Regions from separate parts of the Sus scrofa genome. Here region 1 is linked to region 2. Evidence: chromatin contacts called from public Hi-C data. All regions are on one chromosome and are shown on one strand. Each heading gives the region's core, a stretch centred on a gene start, on an enhancer-like site or on the middle of the called end of the contact. The rest is flanking DNA. Distances are from core to core; before and after follow the strand shown.

What was found. Hi-C and Micro-C count contacts between places; a contact is called where the count stands out from the background.
Region 1: a Hi-C map of retroperitoneal adipose tissue shows a contact between it and region 2, with 1.7 times the contacts expected there. The contact joins the promoter of PDPR here to the promoter of ADAT1 in region 2. A contact is called at or near these places in 1 of 5 promoter capture datasets (liver) and 1 of 47 Hi-C or Micro-C datasets (retroperitoneal adipose tissue).

The regions. Positions count from the first base shown.
Region 1 is chr6:13,184,473-13,191,009 of Sscrofa11.1, reverse strand. It overlaps PDPR (pyruvate dehydrogenase phosphatase regulatory subunit, mitochondrial), which reads right to left and starts at 3,633. Exons shown (of 20, transcript XR_002344509.1): 1 at 3,391-3,633.
Region 2 is chr6:12,073,632-12,080,726 of Sscrofa11.1, reverse strand. It overlaps ADAT1 (tRNA-specific adenosine deaminase 1), which reads right to left and starts at 4,364. Exons shown (of 10, transcript XM_021093768.1): 1 at 4,311-4,364; 2 at 1,090-1,280; 3 at 749-817. The coding sequence starts at 1,258. It overlaps KARS (lysine--tRNA ligase), which reads right to left. Exons shown (of 14, transcript XM_003126856.3): 14 at 6,978-7,095.

The DNA.
Region 1 (6,537 bases), core at 2,384-4,883, 1.1 Mb before region 2:
CACCTGAACAACATAGTAAATCAATTAAACATCAACAAAAATTTAAACAAAAGAGGCTGTAGTAAGTTATGGTTTATATATGACTGCAGGTTGGCAAAATGCTGAAGATTACTAAATTTAATTATGACGACTTGCCTGAGTGTTCTGATGGGTTTGGATGAGTCATAAAATAAAGATTTTAACATAATTTGTAAAGTGTTATTTATTCCATAAAATTTATTTTCCTTGCCTTCATTTCAGCTAAATCATTATGTCTAGTTAAAAAAGAAAATCAAAATTGTCGCATAAGGAGTTCCTGTCGTGGAGCAGTGGAAACAAAACTGACTGGGAACCATAAGGTTGCCAGTTCGATCACTGGCTTTGCTCAGTGGGTTGAGGATCCAGTGTTGCCGTGAGATGTGGTGTAAGTGGCAGGCACGGCTCAGATCCTGCATTGCTGTGGCTGTGTTGTAGGCCGGTGGCTACAGTTCCGATTTGACCCCTAGCCTGGGAACCTCCATATGCCGTGGGTGCAGCCCTGAAAGACAAAAGACCAAAAAAAAAAAAAAAAAAAAAAAAAAACTGTCACATAATTTGTATTCTGGTCACAGAAATTACCTGAGATTAAATGATAAAAACATAGTTAAAAAAATAAAGATGGTCCCCGCAGCTCTCAGCCTGACATCTTATTTGTCCCCACTCTCCCCTAACACCTGGTTAGCTGACTCTTCTATGTGCCCCCAAACACCCTGCATGTCCCCCAGCTCAGAGCCAGCCACACTGTGTAACGGTCTGTTAGTCAGTCAGGGAAGCAAAACAGCAAGCCGCTAAGGAGACTACAGACTCTAGAAGCAGACAGATCCGGGTTTGAAAATCTACCTCGCCCTGCATGAGCTGTATGACTCTCAGCTAGTTACTCAATCTCTGTGCCTAGGACTCTTCATCTGTAACATGGGCCAGGAACACTGACCTCACACGGCTGCTGCAAGACTAAAGCAGATAAAGCAGGAAAAACATGGCAAGTGGCAGCTAAGAAGCACCCGGAAAGCAGAAGCCTTTAGGCCCTTGTCATAACAGAGCTCTCTGAGAGGAGGGACCAGTTATAACTTGAGCATCGTCTTCCCAGCATTCACTGGAGGCACCTTGGAGACACAACTTGATGAATGAATGAGAACAGAAAACAAAGGATATGGAAAAAAAAATTCAATGGGACTCAGATCTCAAGGCTGGGACCCCGGATTTGAGAGATAGATAAATAACGTGAAAGGATTTTTTTAAGGTAGTGTTTTTTTGTTTTTCCTTTTTAGGGCCACAGCCATGCATATGTAAGTTCCCAGGCTAGGGGTCGAATCGGAGCTACAGCTACAGCCACAGCCACAGCAATGCCAGATCTGAGCCTCGTCTGCAAATGACACCACAGCTCACAGCAACGCTGGATCCTTAACCCACTGAGTGAGGCCAGTATTCATCCTCATGAATACCATGCGCATTGGTTCTCTGCTGCGCCACAATGGGAACGCCAACTGCCAGTTTAATCTACACAAATCTGTAAGGGAGGTGTCACAATTTCTATTCCACACTTGTGGAAACGGAGGCACAGAGAAGTGAAATGACTCATCCAAGATCCTCTAACACTGGTGACTGGCAGAGCCTGAATTCAAAGCCTGCCAGTCTAGCACTAGAGTCTGCCACTGAAGCATTACTCTGTGCTACCTTCCCCTAACAGAAAAAGGGAATTACAAAGGTGGCATTCATCATAACAGATAAAAAGTTGCAAGATGGAAGAAACAATGCTAAAATGCCAGAGCTTTGAGCACCAAAAAAGGCTTTTTGACCTTGGGCTCATCATGACCTTCAAAAGAGTGAAGTGGTAAAGAAAAAGACTTCCAGTGGATTTGAAGAATGAAGGAAAAAGGAAGGCACAGAGTTTATACCAGTAGCTTTGGCAGCAACAGCAAGGCTTAAGAGCAAGGAGGTAACGGCAAGTAGAAAAGAAACAGAAGATGTCAAAGAAAAAGTAAAATAACACACCTGGTTGAAAATAAATTACGATCTCAACTTCTGCTAAGAAGAATTTCTTTCTTTCTTTCTTTCTTTTTTTTTTTTTTTTTTTGTCTTTTTAGCTATTTCTTGGGCCGCTCCCGAGGCATATGGAGGTTCCCAGGCTAGGGGTCGAATCGGAGCTGCAGCCACTGGCCTACACCAGGGCCACAGCAAAGCGGGATCCGAGCCGTGTCTGCAACCTACACCACAGCTCACGGCAACGCCGGATCATTAACCCACTGAGCAAGGGCAGGGACCGAACCCGCAACCTCATGGTTCTTAGTCGGATTCGTCAACCACTGCGTCACGACGGGAACTCCTGCTAAGAAGAATTTCTGCTAAACAACCTCACTGCTGGGGCTGGTTATGCTCAGATCTGCTTACACCTAGAACAAGAGGACAGCCCCGACTCCCTCTGAGCTGTTCCTCTGCATGGCCACAGCACCCTGGAGAAATGGGCTGCTAGTCCCAAGGAAGACTGGGTAAGAAGACAGAGATGAACACATCATTTCCCACACCTGCCTCGGCAAGAGCCCCCTGGGACACCTGCTTTAAAACTCAAGTCACAGACACACTCTTCCTCCCAGAGTCCATCTCTTAACATTCTGATCCTGCTGGTTCAGGTTGCTGTTTTTTTCAACAAGTGTACCAGATAATCAGACTAGTTTAAGAAATGAATACAAATCCCTGTACAAATACAAATCCCTGGCCCTGGAAAAGTGTCCCTTTCACACAGGCTAACTCCATGTCCCGCATCCCCCTACACAAGCGAGGGCGAAAAAAGCTTGAAAATGCTTGAATCAAACCTCAGGGTCAAACACATCAGAACCAAGAGGTCAAACGTTAGTAGCGAGCTCACTGCCCCGGCCTGGACTTTCCAGGTAACTTCACTGCCGACTCCGCAGCAGTTTTACTAGTTAATTAAGCGCAAGCGGACCACGTTTCCACGCGGGAAAACAATTTCACCTGCAGACCTGGCCCAGCTGAACAAGCCTGACCCCCGCTGCGGAGGCTGGCGGGGGGGCGGTGTGCAAGCCCGAGGCGGGGCGCCAGGAACGAGGTCATTCCCGCCGTCCTGGGCATCCGGGCTAGGCTGAGGGCGCCTGGAAGAACCGGGGAGCCGGGCACCGGTCCGCTAGGCGCCACTGCCGCGGGTGAGATTAAGGAAGATCGGGCAACGCAGTGTCGGCCCGGGCGGGCGGAGTCCCGGCGCCAGGACGAGCCTGCGGGAGGACCAGGCAGAACCCACGGGAAACGAAGCGCGGCCGGGAGCCCCCAGCAGGAACGGGGGTGGGGGGCTGAGGGCCCCGTGGCGGCAAAGTCCGAGCAGACCCGGAGGCCAGAGCGGCCCCCGGAGCTTCTCCTTACCTCACCGGCCTCCACAAGCTCCGCAAGCAGCCACACCCCGGCTGAAGCAGGGAAGCGACCACAACAGTTGGCTGGGGTCCTGGGGGCCGGAAGGGGGGTGGGGACAGGGAATGGGAAGGGGGCGGGGCGGTGGGCCGAAAAAGTTCCGGGGAAGCTTGAGTCCGCGACCTTCCGCGCTTTACGATCCGTAGGAAGGGTACGGCAGCGCGTGATCCCACTCGCGCACGCGCGTCGTGACGTCATCGACTGCTCCGCCCCTGACACGTGGGGGGTTGTTTGGGTCCCGAGTGTCTCCGCTTGAAGGTGGGCGGAGGGGAACCACCGTCTCGACGAAGATGCAGTCGCACTGGAGGCGGGGTGTTTCAAAGTCGCTTTAGAACTGCAGCTTCGGACCTTACCGATTTCTACCGATGCAGCTGGGACGGCCAAGATGGCCGGAGCTTTGGTGGAGCCTGCGGAGGGCAGGGGTTCTCTTACCGCGCGCGCGAGGCGAGTCCTCAGGTCCGGTCCCACGTGTCTGCCGCCTAAGGACACTCAGTCCAGGGCCTAAAAAAGATTCTTGGACCGAAAGCTGCTCTGTTTTTGGCCGTTGCTGCGGTCTTCCTGGGCGAATCACTAGTACAGCGGATCAGGAATCTTTTCTGCTGTCCCCGCCCGATCTCAGAGGCAGTTTAAGAAGACCTGCGATCTGGGCACCTTGCTTATTAGCACATCACGCTGTTTTCTTTCCTTTATAGAACTTGTGCTAAAGTAAATTAGTTGACTACCTTTCCCAACTAGCTGCACACTCTGCCCTCTGACAGTAGACCCTAAATCTCCTATTCTGCTGTGTTCTCAGCGCTTAGCGTGTGGCACGTTATCCAGTAAATATTTCTTAGAATGGAAAGCGATCTAATGGTACAGGCTTCTCTCCACTTGGGGCCACACCCAAGCCCATCTCACCACTCAAACCAGTTGTGTTAAAGGATTGGCACTGTGCCAGGTGATGGGATTCAGCCGTGCACAAGAAAGGGCTTCTGCCACTAAAGTGTGGCAGTGAAGTTCCAGGGACCCCTGTGTCACCATGCCAGCCTGAAACTTGCACTTTATGCATTTTTACTTGCCAGTGAACTCACACAAGACAGCCCATTTGAGGTCTGGTTTCCCGGCAACAGACACTGCATTTTGCTACCCTGATGTATGAATGTTCAAGGCGTTCCTGGCTTCGGTGCAAGAAATGTACTTAAATGGTTCAGTTATGGGCTTAAAGCTTATGGTCACCAGCTGCTCCCAAATGAAGACATTATAGACTAACAGATCTGAGGCATATTCTTGCTAAGATGTACTTGATACCTAGATGTGGCAATTTCAGGAGGAAAATGTCACAAGTATTTATTTATTTATTTATTTAGGTCGCCGGCTGCATGCAGAAGTTCCCAGGCTAAGGATCAAATCAGCACTACAGTAGCAACCTGAACCACTGAAGTGACAATGCCACATCCTTAACCCATTGTGCCACGAGGGAACGCTGTCACAGTTTTTTGTTGTTGTTGTTCTTGTTGTTTGTGTGTGTGTGTTTTTTTTTTTTTTTTTTTTGTCTTTTTAGGGCCGCATCCAGGCATAGAGAAGTTCCCAGGCTAGGGGTTAAATTGGAGCTGTGGCCACAGCCACTGGAATGCCAACCCAAGCCGCATCTGTGACCTCCACCACAGCTCCTGTCAACTCTGGATCCTTAGCCCACTGAGCGAGGCCAGGAATCGAACCCACAACCTCAGGGATATTGTTTGGGTTCGTACCCCACTGAGCCACAACGGAAACTCCCTCACCTGATATTTAGATGCATCTATTTTATCTTTGTAAACCTTCTGCCTTCTCCTTTTCACTCTCTCAAGGGCAGGAATTACAGGAAGTGAGGAAGGTACCACTAGCAGCTGTTTCAAAAGATCTATGCCAAGATTTGCTTTGCACACCAAGAACCGGAGCTTGGAGCACCTCTTCCCTCCAAGTTAGGTTCTAGTGCCTCATGCTCCAGAGTGTCACATGGTGGGTGGAGCCAGGAAGGATGGAGAAAAAGTACCTTCATTTCTGTCTGAGGGTACCCATCCACTCCACAGAGCTTCTCCTTCCCCAGAACAAGGGGATGTGCAAGAGACATCTCTGCAGCTCGTTTCAGGGAAGGGTTTTCTAGCAGCAGAGCTAACCCTTAATCTTTGGTCAACTCTTGGCATATACGACACTGTCGTTGTAGTTACTGTAAAGAGCTACAACTCATTCCTTGCCTTTGTAAATGTCCAGCTCAGCGCAGCCTTTTCTGTCCCTCTGTAGTGTCAGCATGTGGTCCCGAGGCATTCGAGGCCCTTTAGTAAATGGGATCTTTCTCATGAGCCCTGGTGACGAGAGGCACATGGGGTGCCCGAGCACTTCTGTCCTCCGGGAACGCGGTATTACCACTGTGCACTGTATTTCCATTGAGCCAGATTTCAATTAAGATTTTCTTCTCATGAGAAGATGTGGGGCAGATATACAATGGAATAGTACTTGGCCACAAAAGGGAACGAAATAATGCCATCTGCAGCAATATGGAGGCAACTAGACTTTATCATGCTGAATGAAATAAGCCATAAAGAGAAAGACAAATACCATATAATGTCCCATAGGTGGAATCTAAAATGTGACACAAACGAACCTATCTGAGAAACAGAAACAGACTCACAAACACAGAGCACAGACGTGTGGTGGCCAGTGGGGAGGAGGTTGGGGTTTAGCAGATGGAAGCTATTTCACACAGAGGGGACGGACAACGAGATACTGCGGTACGGCACAGAGAACTGCAGTCAGTGTCCTGTGATCAGACATAAGGGAAAAGACCTTTTTTTAAAGTGTATACATATATTTATCTGAATCACTTTGCTATACAGCAGACGCAACGTAAATCAACTCTGCCTCAATTAAAAGGATTTTTCTCTTCAGGTCACTCGCTTTGCGAATGAATAAACGGACATTTTAACTACCTGACCTGGCTGCCAAGAAATAGTCTACACCAACAGCAACCCAGCATGTGTATTTGCCATCAGAAAGGATAAACATTGCGGGTAAAATGGGTGTCCTGTTACCAAAGTGCAAAACCGACTTTGGGGACCACGGTAACCAAGTACAGGCACTGCCAAC
Region 2 (7,095 bases), core at 3,115-5,614:
CTTTGTTGTAGGGGGGGCTCTATCCCGTGCATCATAGGATGTTTAGCAGCATTCCTGGCCTCTACTCGCTACATACCAGCAGCATACACCCCTCTCCCCAGTTTTGACAACCAAAAATATCTCCAGACATTGCCAAATAGCCTCTGGGGGCAAAATCTCCCCTAGCTGAGAACTTCTGATTTATAGGGAAATCTTTATCTGGAGGACAGGGGTCCAGATCTTTTGTACCCTGGAACCAAACTTGTGCTTATGGTAATACAATTCCATCAAATTCAATCAACTCTCGTCCTGGAACAGCTTCCTCATAACCAGGAGGCGAGGCTAGGAAAATAAGGGAAGCAAACTGGAGCAGGAATCTGTTAAACGGCATCGATGAAGGCAAAGATGCCAGACTCCTAAGGGTTTTCCACAGTCTTTCAGAATTTTCACTTAATTCAAGATCGCTTTGTGGGGGTTTTAGATGTGATACGGAATGGTTAAGCCCAGGGAACTTTGGGCTTGAGCATGAAAAGACTGGCCAACTTCCAATCCACTCAGAAAGATGTTCCTGGCAGCCTTTGCTTCCACAGCTTATTTCCATTCTCTAAATGAGTTCATCCTTCCAACTGGAGTGACAGCCCGTGGGAACCAAAGGTGAGCCAGCTCAGCGATACGGCCCCTTTGCTCTGACAAGAACAGGAGTGGGTGACACAGCCACCACGTTCCAAAGTTCCCTAACAGGCCCTGTTTAGACCCCATCTGGGCTTACCGCTCTTCCTCATTTTGGACTGGCCTATGCATTTGGTTCCTGTTCCCATTGAGACAACTTCTTTTGTCACTGAGGGGGAAAAAAACAAATCATCAAGTGAGCTCTCGGAATCTGAATGGTCGGCAGGTTTAGCAAGACCTCACCTTCCTCCTGAGGGTTCTCGGGTCAGTTGGCTAACCCACCTGAGGACGGGAGTTCCAGCAGGGCCATCTCTGGCCACCAGAGGTACCACGCCACCTGGCGGGGAGCAGCGGAACCATCACCGAGGTTTACATCCAGCCACCAAAGGGCCTACCACCCCTGACAGGGAAAGGGAGCGTTGCCGGGAGAAAAGGTCTCACCTTGCACGGGTCTGTCAGGGCAGTCGCAGACCTGGTCAGCTGCAGGTTGTATCTTCACCACGGCTGCGAGCAGCGTCCACTCGCGGTTGGGCTCAGGCTTCCCTTGCTTGGGCAGCCTGCTCCCATAGTGCTCGTAACACAGCCGTGCAATCTCATCCGCCGTCCACATGGTGTGAGCTAGTGTTGAGGCCCTGAGCAAAACCCAGAACCGTCAGGACAGAAAGAAGCAATGCAAGATGCTACAGTCCCCACACCAGTGCTTCAACAGGCATGCAGATGTAGCCCATCCACCATCATACTGAGGCTTCTCTTAGGAACTCAGTATACTGTTTTCTATTACCTCTCTGCCCCTTTTTCATCTTTAACGAAAAGATCGAAGAAACTACTCAAAAGGAAAGCATAGGAGGGAGAAGGCTCCTTGCTACTCCAATTTTCATTTGGAAACAGCATGGAAAAGGCTGCAGACCTCAACTTGCTTTGGATGGAACCTCACCAAAGTTTATCTTTCTGGGGAGAAAGAGCTTTTCCATCTTTTTTTTTTTTTTTTTCCAGAAAGTTTTTTTCTCTCCTTTCCCCCACAGCAGGTTGGTTCTTTAGCTCTCTCCAGTAACTCTCTACTGGTGCCCCCATCAGGAAAGCAACACTTTAATTTCTCTTACCTATTATGACATAAAGGGGAGAAGTGACAGAGCCTAGAGGCTTCTCACCAGTCAAGTGTTCTCAGAGTGAGGACTTTGGAACGACCCTTTCTGGATTCTAACCCTGTTTTTTTTTTCTACAAATTAACTGTGCAATATTGGGTAGATTACTTAACCTCCTCTGGGTCTGTTTCCTCATGTGCTAAAATAGAGACAGGAGTTTTTGCTGTGGCAGAGAGTAAGAACCTGATTGCAGCAGCTCGGGCTGATGTGGAGGTGCGAGTTTGATCCCCAGTCTGGCACAGTGGGTTAAAGGATCTGGAATTGCTGCAAATGTGCAGGTCAAAGCTTTGACTTGGATTCAATTCTTGGCCTGGGAACTTCCATATGAACAGGTGTGGACATTAAAAAAAAAGAAACAGAGGCAGTAGTATTTAACCCACTGGAGTTATCAAGGGGCTTAAAATTTATAAAAAGCAATTGGTCACAAAATTGTAAATCAACTATACTTTAATAAAAATTTTTAAAAAAGCAATTACAGAGTTCCCATTGTGGCTCAGTGGTAGGGAACCCAACTAGTATCCATGAGGACAAGGGTTCGATCCGGGCCCTGCTCAGTAGTTTAAGGATCGGGCGTTGCCGTGAGCTGTGGTGTAGGTCACAGATGTGTCTCAGATCTGGTGTTGCTGTGGCTGTGGTGTAGGCTGGCAGCTGCAGTTCCGATTTGACCCCTAGCTTGGGAAATTCCATATGCCTTGGCTGTGGCCCTAAGAATACAAACAAACAACAAACAAAAAGAGCAACTGGTACAATGTTGAGCATAATTAATAGCAACTGAGATTTTATTTTTATTTTTGGCTACACCCACAGCATGTAAAGTTCCTGGGCCAGGGGTGGAAGCCGTGCCACAGCAGCGACCCAAGCTGCTGCAATGACAACACCAGATCCTTAACCCCCTCTGCCACAAGGGAACTCTTCAACTGAGATTAATCTTACAAAAAAGAACATTTGATTTTCCTGACTGCTTTGCCTTGAGCTCCTTGAAAGGCAGGGAAAAAGTAATGGACACATAAAACCAGAAAGCAGAGCTGACCTAAAAGAGGTCTAGAATAGTTCGATAGAAACTTTCCCACTCTTGACTCTACTGATGCTCATTCAATGACTTCATTTGGATTCAAATATATGAAAAGATTCTTAGGAGAAAATGAGATCAGATGGCAATGGACAAAGTTAAGTGTTTAAAAAAAAAAAAAAGGCTCTGTTGAGCCATAGTGTATATAGCAGACAAATGATTTATCTACAAGGAGCCCCTTGCTCCTATCCTGTTAAACTAATTAAACAAGGAGGCCATCAGACTGAAGAGACTCTAATGCTGTGGTGGTCTATCTAAGCAAACCAAGATCTAAACAATTTCTTTTCTTGCTTCTGCACTTATGCTACATCAGTTTCTACCTTGGCTCCTGTCTGCAGAGGGCTCCTAACTACTTCCACTTAGCTTGTGCCTGATTGGAAAGGATTTTTGCTCAAATAAACTCATAAAAGTTCTAAAATGCCTCAGTTTATAATTTACCAGTTCGGATGTGCAGGCCTGTTATTTCAATAAATGGTCATGGTAAATCAGACCACAGTGATTTAAAACAAGAATCCGGAAGGCACTGACATAAATTACGACTTTAAAGTCAGAGAACCAGCCTAAGTCTTGTATCTCTCTGAGCAAAAGAAAAGCATGGGCGAGCCCAGAATCCTCCATTTAGAAGGGATTTCTCTCTCATTTCAGGGGCAGAGGGGACATACAAGGCAGTATACTTTATGAAGGCAGATACTCTGGCACCAAACTGAAATTAAACCAGAGGCACGCATCACAAATCATAACAGCCAAAGACAACTTGCTAGAAGAAACGCTGACTCCCTACGATACAGCGGCTCAAAACTGTATCACCACCTTATTCAGAGTTGAGTCTGGAGGAGCGTGCCCAGTAGCGGAAATGAATAAATGTTTTGCTGTACTGCGTCCACTATTCTCTCCTAGAACTTGAATAATTTCTTCATATGAAACAACAGTTTAGTTAGACATGCACTTCTTTGCCCACAAGGCGGCATGTTTTAACAGCGGCAAAAAGTTTAAAAACCCACTTCCTTTTGAAAGAAAATTCAAGTCCGGAAGGCTGTCTGGGGAAAAGGCTTTAGCGAGGTTGGAAGGGACGCCTATTTTCCTTAGCCTCCCCTCCTCAACACCCTCCAGAGGCCCATTCGGCCAGGTATGGGTAACTCCAGGCCCGCGCAGCAGGGACAACGTGCACGCCTGCCCGCTGGAGTTATGCGGTATGCAACCCCCGGGTCACGCGCCCCGCGCTCGTCCGCAGCAGTCGCTGTCGGCGCAGGGATGTCAGCATGAAAGGAGCCGCATTTTCCCACCAGACACGCCGCTGGGTGCGGGGGAAGGTCCGCAACATCCACTTCCCACACAAAAAGGGGTCGAGAAAGTCAGACCTACAGCATCTTCCCCGGGAGCCCCAGGGCCCTCCCTATCCTGTGCGCCCTCGGCCCCACGACCGCAACCGCTCACGGACACCGCCCTCCCACCTCCTCGACACGCGCTCTCGAAGGGAGGAAGAAGACCGCGCGGCGCAGCGGACGTGACGTCACAATGAGGTGGCCCTCCCAAGCCTGTTCCCTGGAGGCACGCAGTGCACGCTGGCCCTTGTAGTCCTCCAGGGGCCGGAGCCAGGGGGCTGCAGGGTGGATCCTTAGAGTCCGTCGATTTGCGTTGCTCTGCGTAGATACAGATGTAATGGGCTCAGGGAGGCTGATTCCCCGGTAAGATAGATTCGTACGGTAGAATGAGGTTGTATGTTGGAACACTAGTTTGAATTTTTGTCTAAAACAGGTCTGTCCAGTAGAAATATAATTCGAGCCAGATATGTAATTTAAAATGTTCTAGGCGCTATATTTTAAAAAGTCAAAAGAAAAGGTGAAATTAATTTTAACCATATATTTTAACCCAGGTTATCCAACATATTTCAACGAGTAATCAATATTTAATAAAAATGTTCACTTATTTTACATTTTTTTACACTAACTTAAGAAAACTGGTGTGTATTTTATATCTCAGTTCTGACCAGCCACATTTCAAATGCTCAATAGCTACGTATGGCCGTTGGGTACTGTAGTGGACAGTGCTAGTCTAAAACCTTCGGTTTGCCAAAAATAGGTAGTATAGCTGTTTGGACATTTCAGAAGTCTGTATCATTCAGCAGTTTTTTTTGTTGTTGTTGTTTTTGTTTTTAACTCAGTTCCTAATGATGAGAGAGTTCTCTCAAATGCTAGAGGAGTGCAACTTAATTGACCCCATCCTTCTCCCTAGATCACAGGAAAAGGGCCACAGGCTTCCTCCAAGGATAAGGACCTTGCTCTTCCTCTCTCTCCTACAAGTCTAGAACTTGGGACCATACTTGTTTTTGTTCACCCCCATACAGCAGTTAGCAAATTGTGAGCCTTCAGCTGTTTAAGGGGGTATTTGTCATTTTTCTTGCCAAATGCCACAGATGTCTACAGCTGCTTCATTTCTTCTCTATCTCTGGCATTCTTGAGGCCAGACAGCTGGCTCTGCTCTAGTCTACTACTAAACAGCTTTTTTTTTTTTTTGTCTTTTTAGGATTGCACCCTTGGCATATGGAAATTTCCCAGTCTAGGGGTCAAATTGGAGCTGTAGCCACCGGCCTACGCCAAAGCCACGGCAACACAGGATCTGAGCCACTCGGTGAACTACACCACGGCTCATGGCAATGCCAGATCCTTAACCACTGAGCGAGGCCAGGGATGGAACCCACGTCCTCATGGATACTAGTTGCACTCTTTAACTGATGAGCCACGACGGGAACTCCCTAAACAGCTCCTCATTAATCCTTGTTGCCTTTCCAGTGGTCCACATTGATGGTACAGTGTTGCCAGAAGTCCAGTCCCTTATCTTGACCCCACACCCCTCCTTTGGTGAGATGATTGTTTTTTTTTTTTAGTTAACAGCACCTCGCTGAAGGATGTGCCATAGAAGTGTTTCTTCTGAGATACCACCTCGTCATGTAACCACCACTACCAAGTGCTTCTGGAGTCTGTGCTTTAACACCAGCAAAGATTGAGATGCTCAGCATGCTCTGAAGTTGTTCCCTGTTAGTAGTTTGGTGTGCTTAGATCATTTTACCAACCGCAGAAGTAGACACCTGCTCTGTGAAAGTACACAAAGATGCTCCCAGAGGTTTTGCTGAGATGCCAAAGACAAGTCTTTTGTTGTCAGACTCATTGGGGAAGAGTTACCCCAGCTGCCTCCCTGTGTTACGGGCTCTGTTTTACCAGCAGGCCCTAGTCACATGCTTAGGGCAGCTGAACTGAGCAGAAAGTGAAAACCTTCCCCACTCTTCCCCACCCACTGTCTAACAGGCATATCACAAAACCATTCACTTTTCTCAAACCTGCACTGTTTTTCCATTTCAAGTCAGTGACGACTCTACTTTCTAGTTGGTCAGGCCCCAAACCGTGAAATCATTTTGATTCCTTTTCCTAAAACCCACATTCCAGCAGCATTCTGCTGACCTCAAGAAGACAAAGTCCACCGATGCATAAGCATCTCCATCACTTACCGCTACCTCCCAAGGCTAATCCATCATCTCACCTCAGCCCACAGCTGCATGTCTCCCTTTGTCTTGCCTTCCACATGCTAACTAGGACAGTAGTGCTCAAAACCCTCCGATGGCTTCGCCTCTCACCCCTAAATCTGGCACCTCACTGATCTTATTCCTCTTTGGCCATACCAGACCCCTTTGCTGTTCCCCAAAAGTGCAGCCCTTTAGTCTGGATCATGCTGTGCCACTTAGATCTTTCCGGTCTCCGCTAGAAGAGGTCTTCCGTGATCGCGTAAGGAGCACTGCCCCCATCCACCTCTTTATAAAATAGCGCCTGTCCCCTCTCCCTGCCTTATTTTTCTTCTTAGTATGCATCACTACCAGAAATAAGGATTTACTTGTTTCTTGTTTAGTAGCTTTTCACACCCAGCCCCTACCCCTAAAGAAAATATAAATTCCATGAAAGCAGGAACTTGGCTTTTGTTCCCTGCTGTGCCTCCCAGCTCCTTAGAATAATGGCTGGACATTATATAAATCTGGTGAATGAATAAAGTGCTATAATCCTAAACCTTCATTAGCCAGCTGTCCTGGCAATAAGGTGACATTCCAAAGGTAAAGAGTGATGAGACAGGGGTAGAGACAAATGGTTTATTTGGTAACAAGGAGTAAAAAGGAATTCTTAATTCCTCTTCCCTCTTCTGGTGGCTGAAGTGGACCATGACAGCCAAACAGCCACACACGGGAAATCCCTT